Linked DNA regions of Gossypium arboreum: region 2 is linked to region 1. The links are chromatin contacts, called in public Hi-C maps. All regions are on one chromosome and are shown on one strand. Each heading gives the region's core, a stretch centred on a gene start, on an enhancer-like site or on the middle of the called end of the contact. The rest is flanking DNA. Distances are from core to core; before and after follow the strand shown. Region 1 holds the start of LOC108458149. Region 2 holds the start of LOC108458926 (phosphatidylinositol:ceramide inositolphosphotransferase 1-like).

Region 1 (3,773 bases), core at 723-3,222:
CTTCTTAACCCTGTACTTTTATACTACAATTTCATTTCACTATAGCAAACTAACATCTTTTTCTCCTACAACTACCCAAAAAGAGATCATGAAAACCCAACCACCGACAGCTGCTCAATATGTCCATTCCTGAGGTAACGCAACTTCGCGGTTTATTCCTTGATGTTGCCTGAAATTGCGCTGCTTCTGGTTCCCACCACTTCCAAGTTTCAAAGCAGCATCTACAAATATAGATAACGACTAAATCAGTCGTATAACTACAAAGTGATTCATAAAGTAGAATGCCTAATTAGATTGGCTTTTTACCAATTTCGGCGGTGAAATTAGCGTTCAACCGAGGATTAAGCTGGGGCTGAGCACCAAGCCCATCAAGATTTAAGTTCAAGGCCTGAACCACTCTAGCTGGAAGCAGAACAGTAGGACAAGCTGCCAATATAATAAAAACAAAATAAGATCCTGTCAAAGAAACCCAAGAGAGAAAAATGCATTTTTATTGCAAAAGGAGAATAGGTAAGGACCTGGCTTCTTGCGGGGTTCAGAAGGTGCACCAATACGGCGAGGCAAGAAAACGCCAGTTCCAGCACATTCCCTTTTTCCAGTTGGATTGCCCAAGAAAACTGCCCTCATACCCGACCCGTTTGGCGTCTGGGTTTGCTGCTGCAGAGGGGTCCATGCAGATTGGGACAAACCCATAGGCCTATTGCTACTATTATTACTCCTCACTCTGCTTTGGACCACATGGTTATGGTGGTGCGAATGCAGCTGCTGCTTTTGTCCTGCCCAAACCGATGCATTTTGTTGTTTCATTAGCAACTGTTGCTTCAGCATCTGAAACTGAGACATAACAGAAAACGACCAAATTTATATACTTAAAGAGGGAAAAAAACAATCCAAGTAAAACATTTCTAGGTCTGGTTTAAGGTTTTTTACTTGAGCGGCCTGTAGTTTCTGGTGAGCAAGAGACTGAGTAGGCAGGTAAAAGCCAGTAACATCGGCGTTCGGTGAGAACTTCCTTGCCGAAGAACCTAAGAGGCCTCTGTTGTTGAGCCCACCGTATGATTCTTCACTCATTCGCATCCTTGCAACTTCCTCTGCCGCCGCATACAGCAAATCCCATGTTCCCGGCGGTGACGGAACTCGGGATTGGCAAGTAGGGCTTCCACGGCTAGACCCTTGCATGCAACCGCACCCGCTCCTTGATACACATAAGGTTGATTGCGGCGAACTGGACATGACCCGACCCTTAAAAAAGCAAAAATAAAAATAAAACTAAAATAAGAAACCGTCCTTGAATCAAATAACTTAGTGGAGAAGTTGAGTGTTAAGTTCTTCAATAGACCTTAGGGTTTTCAGAAGCAAAGGCACGGACGTTTCTGCGAATACCGTCTTCGAGGGTAGAGTGAGCCATTTGACGAGTTAACCCAGCAAGATAATCTTCTTCGTCACTCTCTGTCTCAGTAGAACCCACCACTGACTCAACCGGAGAACTTGGATCCGAAGAGAAACCCAAAGACCCAAACCCATAAGGGAACTCGTAGGGAAACAAAGACTTAGAACTGTCAAGCTCTAATCCAAAACCACCATCAACATACTTGGGATTGCTCTTAGCCTTACTATTGTCGATGCCCAAGTCGTCGTCGGTTAAAAACTGAGGTGGAAGCCAAAACTCAGCGTCGTCTAAAACCTGCGCCATGAGAAAGAAAAGCAAAGCTAAAGAATGAAGATATCAGAGAAAGGACACCAAAAGGGAAGAAATTGATGAGTAGAGAGTAATGGATGGTTGCTGCTTGGTTAAGATTTAATAATAAGCAGTTGCATCTCTGTTTTGGTGGCCATGGCAGAGTTCGGGGCCCACCAAAAAAATATATTTTTTAAGAAAATGCCCTATTCACAACTGAGCAAAAAGTGGAGAGGTGGGGAGAAAGAGGTGAGAAATGGGGGGATTTTCAGTGAGAAAAAGCAATGAAAGAGAAGATTACAGAAAAAGCGGGGATGAGTTTCCCACTCGGTGATATAGGAAGGTTGGAACACGCTCCTACTATATTGTAGGGTCCATGGAGGGAGCTGCAGGCTTGCATCCAGGTAAGTGGGGCCAATTCAAAATATAGGAAGCACTTGAACCAGCATGTGACAGGGCCACCATTTTCTTTTTCTATTTTTAATTCCATCAAGCCGTTTTTTAAGGCTAAATTGCTTAATTAGATGCAAAACAAAATCTAATTTTTCTTTTTCTTTTTTAATTTCAATACCTTGAACCCAGGGGCTATGCTTTCCACTTGGCAGTCCAGGGAGTCATTCACCATCTATATTTAATTTTTGTTTATTATATTTTTATAATTATATACTTACATAATTTAAATTTTTGAAAAATCTTACTTATTATAAGAAATTATTATTATGATAGTAAAAAATAGGGTTTTTACTAAAATATTATAAAAAATAAAATAATATACAAAATAATATATTTAAAATTATGTACCAAAATAGTATATTTAGGATAGTTACGCTTGGTGCATAAGCGACACTACTTTACTCGACACAAAAAAACTATTAAAAAATATTATTATATTTTAAAAAAATAAAATCTATAAAAAAAATTGATGTGATATTAGTGAAGGGCAAGCCAGAGGTGACACTGGTGAAACTTATACCATAAGTGGCACCTACACCTCCAAACCTCTTCCGTCTCTGTTTAAGTTAAAAAAGCTATCATGAATTTTTTAAGCAATATGTTAAAGAAAAGTAATATTATTTCTGTTAAAAAATAATATGTTAAAAATCTATTAAAAATAAAATTTACTTTTAATAGTTACATTTTTTCAAATTGATATTTATTTATTTTTAAGTTAAATTAAACTAATTTTAAAATAATTAGATTGTTATTTTAAGAAAATATTATATTTTAGAAATTAAAATACAAATCACATTTCACATGGACATTCAAAATTAAAAATAATAATACAAAATCCATGTGAAATGTGATGTGTATTTTAATGTCTAAAATATAATATTTTATTAAAATAACAATTTAACTATTTTAAAAATTAGTTTAATTTAACTTAATAATAAATAAAGATTAATTTGAAAAAATGTAAATATAAAGGTCAATTTTATTTTTATTTTTAACAGTTTTTTTTAACATATTACTATCTTTTTAATGAAATAATATTATTATTTTTAACATATTGCTTAAAAATCCATGATACAATTTTTTAACTTAAATAGAGCTGGAGGGGTTTGGGGGTATGGTGTCGCCTATGGCATAGGCTTCACCAAGTCTGCCTCTCGCTTGCCCTACACCAAATGTCACATCAATTTTTTAATGACTTTTATTTATTTTAAATATAATAGTTTTTTTTTGACAATTTTTTGTGTCGTAGTAAGGTGGTGCCGCTATGCACCGGGCATAACCACCTTAAATATATCATTTTGGTACATAATTTTTAAATATACTATTTTCAGATTTTATTCTTTATTATAATATTTTAGTAAAACCCTAAAAATAAAATAAAATCATCATCTGTATTATGTTATGGTAGTCTAAAAAGTAGTTGATAATACGATTATTAATAAAAATAATAAGTATCATATGTAATTTTACCTAATTATTTTAGTGCATATTTGTTGAGTTATTTCACTTACGATTGAAGTTATGAAAATGTAATATGTTAGTATGATCCAACCTTAATTTTTAATGTTATACTAAAGTGACATTGTTAATATAAGAAATATTTTCTTAGAACATCAAATGTCATTTTAAACCTTAAATATTT
Region 2 (3,773 bases), core at 361-2,860, 170 kb before region 1:
AATATGAGAATCCAATGATTCTCACTAACCACAGTGACATACATGGCATACTTCGACAGAAGGAAGAACCTAATAACTAGTCCTACAACAAGGCCATAAATTGGGTGTACTTACAACTAAAAATGCTAGCACCCTGCACCAAACAAGAACTGTGTAGATCTTTTTGGTCTTGAAGATGAAAGGATGGAAAGTCCACTGCAAATAGAGCAACTCACATGTTAGAAGCGGAGAAATAAAAGAACTGCAATTTCGTCCACTAGAAAAGTGAGAACTGAACACAACTAATGAAATAAATAGAAAAGTAAAGGAAGAAAAGCCAACAACATCAGAATAACTTTACCAATAGAAATGATAAAAAGACACAGGTGAACACTGTCTCACTGATATAGCCTTTATCTTGCCCAAGCTCCTAAATATAAAAGAAAATTAAATATAAGAAGACATTTCACCAAATAACTGACATATAATAGAGACAAACAAAGAGCAAAATCAAAAGAAAGTTGTTCTTACTGGAAGAATGAAAAAACCAAGATCCTGAAGTGTTGGCCCTGGCCGGTGTAAATAATGAACTCCTCGGGCAGCTAGACCATGAATATACTGCAGGGACAAAGCCATATTTTAGACCCACATCCTTCTAAGATGATCCAAAACTTCGAGAGAAGCAATGAAAAATGTAGCATATACTAAAGCTCAAACAATATGCAATATAATCTGTATGAACCATGATATAGATTTGTCTTATTTCTCCCGGTTATAGTTAACCAGATCTTACTTTTTAAAAAAAAAAAAATCAAAACAAGCAGCTCTGTTTTTTTTAGAAAAGATGCTAGCTTTTCCACTCCCCCATTTACTACTTAAAATGCAAAAATTGGTAAGAGAAAGAAATCAATCAACTTTGGGAATTATTCAAACTCAAACAAATAGATTGAAAATAGAAATGAAACCTGAAAAATTAGACCAGCAAGAAGGTATTTCCAATTGTCTAGAAGAAGGTTGATCTCTGTAGTTGTCTCTGCACAAATTCTCTTCCACAACTAGAAACAAAAAATCAAATCAAATCAAATCAAAATCCCTTATAATTTCCATTCCCCAATACAAAGAACATAAAGAGGGGGGGGGGGGGGGGAACCTTTGAAGCTTCGCGACCAATGTAAAGCGTCATCTTGATGTCGTGTAACAACGAGTTCCATAGTAGTTCAAAGCCCACCGGTTAAGGTCAACATCTCTAAAATTCAAAACCGCTCAATTTTTGTGCAAATCCCCTTTTTAACAAAAACCTTAACCTCCCCAAAATTTAAAAAAATATGAATAAAAGGTAGCAAATTTTATTAATGTTTCTCCCTTTTGTTTTCCACCAACAAAAACCAACTTCAAATCCAGCACAAGTGTAAACCCCGCCGCCGCCGCCGCCGCCGATTAATCGATTCTTCGAGGGATCAAAGACTGGCGATCCAGGATGAGGATGGGGAACCAAGGAAGAGAAAGAAAATGAAAATAGAGAAAAAGGTTGAAATAAAAGACTTGTTGGGCTTCAATATAAATGAACCGAGTGTTCAAATTTGTGAAAATTAATTTAAAAGGAATGATAAAAAGAAACTTCGCCGCAACTATATTTTTATATTTTGTCAACATTTCAATTTATTTGTTTGTTTACTTAAATGCCCTTCCGGTGGTGGGTGAGACATTCACGGCCGTCTCCACTTTCCAGAATTTCCCTTTGATTTTAGATTCACTTAACTGAAATTTTAAAATTTGTAATTAAAACAAAGTGTGTATTGATGGGAACGCATTTTAACCAAGTTAAAATCATATATATATATATATATATTATCAATTTTATAGTTTATGAATGAAAATGCAAATCAAATTTTGTTTTAAAATGCATTCAACTATTATCACACTAAGTTTAAAGATATGGCTTCAATTTCATGTCCTCTACTTTACCCATTCCCAATACCACATAAAACTTTTTATTTAAAAATCATAATAGGAAGCACAATTTGTAAGATCAACCAAACTAACTTTTACCATTTTTATCATGAAATAAATCGTTAATGACTATTTTTTACATATTTGAATTTTTTTTTAGTTTTAGAGGTTTATTTTTAATTTAATTTTAATTAATAATATTATTAAATAAATTTAATTAAATTAAATTAGATCACATTTTAAAAAAAATTCATTTGCATAATGTAAGCTTAAATAATAATAATAAAATTATTAAATTAAAATTGTCTCAATTATTAAAATACAAAAATAATGAGACTAAATCCATAATATTAAAGTAGAGGAATCAAACTTTAATATAATTAAATTTTATTTTATTATATATTTTTCAAAATTTTACTAATATAAAGTAATTATAAATTATAAATATAAATACATGTTTGACCAACTATAATGTAAAATGAATTAATATAATGTATAACAAATAAAAATTAAACAAAATGCACGCACATGATAAAAATCCATACATCATAACTATAAATGATAAGACTGAAATTGACACTTGCAATGTCCAAAATCTTTATCTTTATCAACTATGTATTATTTATATATTGTAAGAATTTATTATATACATTGATGAAGTATATAACATATTCATTTGGTATATACAGCGTTTTTATTGAGAAAGTGGCGGAGTGCCATATGGATGCAAGCGGTCATAAAATAGTGAGAGTCAATGGTGGTTATTGCCAGCGACGGTCGAAGCTTCCTCACAGTCGAGGTGCGTTTGGGATATTTTATGGCCAAACCCCACTAAACAATACAAAACAAAACAATGAATCAACAAAGGCAGGAGAGGGAAAGTGCGTTTTGAAGAATCAAAATTTCCAGAACGAAAAACAGAAAAAGGGGCCATTTTTTGTAGTTGGCAAAGACACAAAACCGCCAAGCCCGCTCTTTTCCCGAAACGTGTTGATGTCGACTTGTCTATTTGTCCTCTTTATCACTAACAATAACCAAATCCCCTAATCTGCCTTGATTATAACATTTTAGATCAACTTAAACATTATTTAATTAGTTTTTTTTTTTTAAAATTTAAAACAAATTCCGTGGTAGGGTAATGTTGATTCTTTTTTCTGGAAGGTCTTCACTGAAATTTTTAATTATTTTCGAAATTTTTCAAAATATCAATAAAGTTATTATGATCGTTTTGCATTTAATTTAGTCTTTAAACTAATAAAATTAACTTAAAATTTTTTAATTAACGTTAATCGTTATAGCATTGATGGAGAAAAATTATTTTTTATTAATGTGGCAATGTCACTTTAACAATTGTTGTTAATATGAAATGTCACATCAACGCCATTAATAACCATATCAAAATTATAATAATTAACGTTGATCAAAAGATTTATTTAATGAGAGACTCAATTGGATATAAAAAAGTTGTAAAGTTTATTCGTAGAAAATGAAAGTGAAGATTGGAGGATTTGAATTTTTGTGGGGTTAACCAATCAGTTAGTGATTAATGTTAAAAACTTAAGTTAAAAGTATGTCCAGACATCACCGCATGGTGCTTCACCTTTCTATACAACTAAGGCTGTAAGGTTTAAGGTTTGTGTCTGAATTTTGGATTTCCTTAAAAATTAATTATTTAATCTTATGCTTGTAAATTCAAACATTGATGATGTATGGAGGTTTCATAATAGGAAACTTTGGTGGTATGAATGAATGAGTAAATAAATTTAAGGTTGGGAAACTTGTTGGAAATTTCAAAATTGGAATGTCAGCATATTGTTCATATCTTCCAGACTTCCACTAGAAGG

What was found. A called contact is a pair of places that touch in the nucleus more often than the background predicts.
Region 2: a contact with region 1 is called in a Hi-C map of leaf, with 2.5 times the contacts expected there. The contact joins the promoter of LOC108458926 here to the promoter of LOC108458149 in region 1. A contact is called at or near these places in 2 of 5 Hi-C or Micro-C datasets (both in leaf).

What each region holds. Positions count from the first base shown.
Region 1 is chr4:107,196,777-107,200,549 of ASM2569848v2, reverse strand. It overlaps LOC108458149, which reads right to left and starts at 1,972. Exons shown (of 5, transcript XM_017757435.2): 1 at 1,340-1,972; 2 at 931-1,242; 3 at 519-834; 4 at 307-426; 5 at 1-221. The coding sequence starts at 1,693. The coding sequence ends at 115.
Region 2 is chr4:107,363,120-107,366,892 of ASM2569848v2, reverse strand. It overlaps LOC108458926 (phosphatidylinositol:ceramide inositolphosphotransferase 1-like), which reads right to left and starts at 1,610. Exons shown (of 12, transcript XM_053026457.1): 1 at 1,130-1,610; 2 at 945-1,034; 3 at 511-597; 4 at 341-409; 5 at 115-195. The coding sequence starts at 1,162.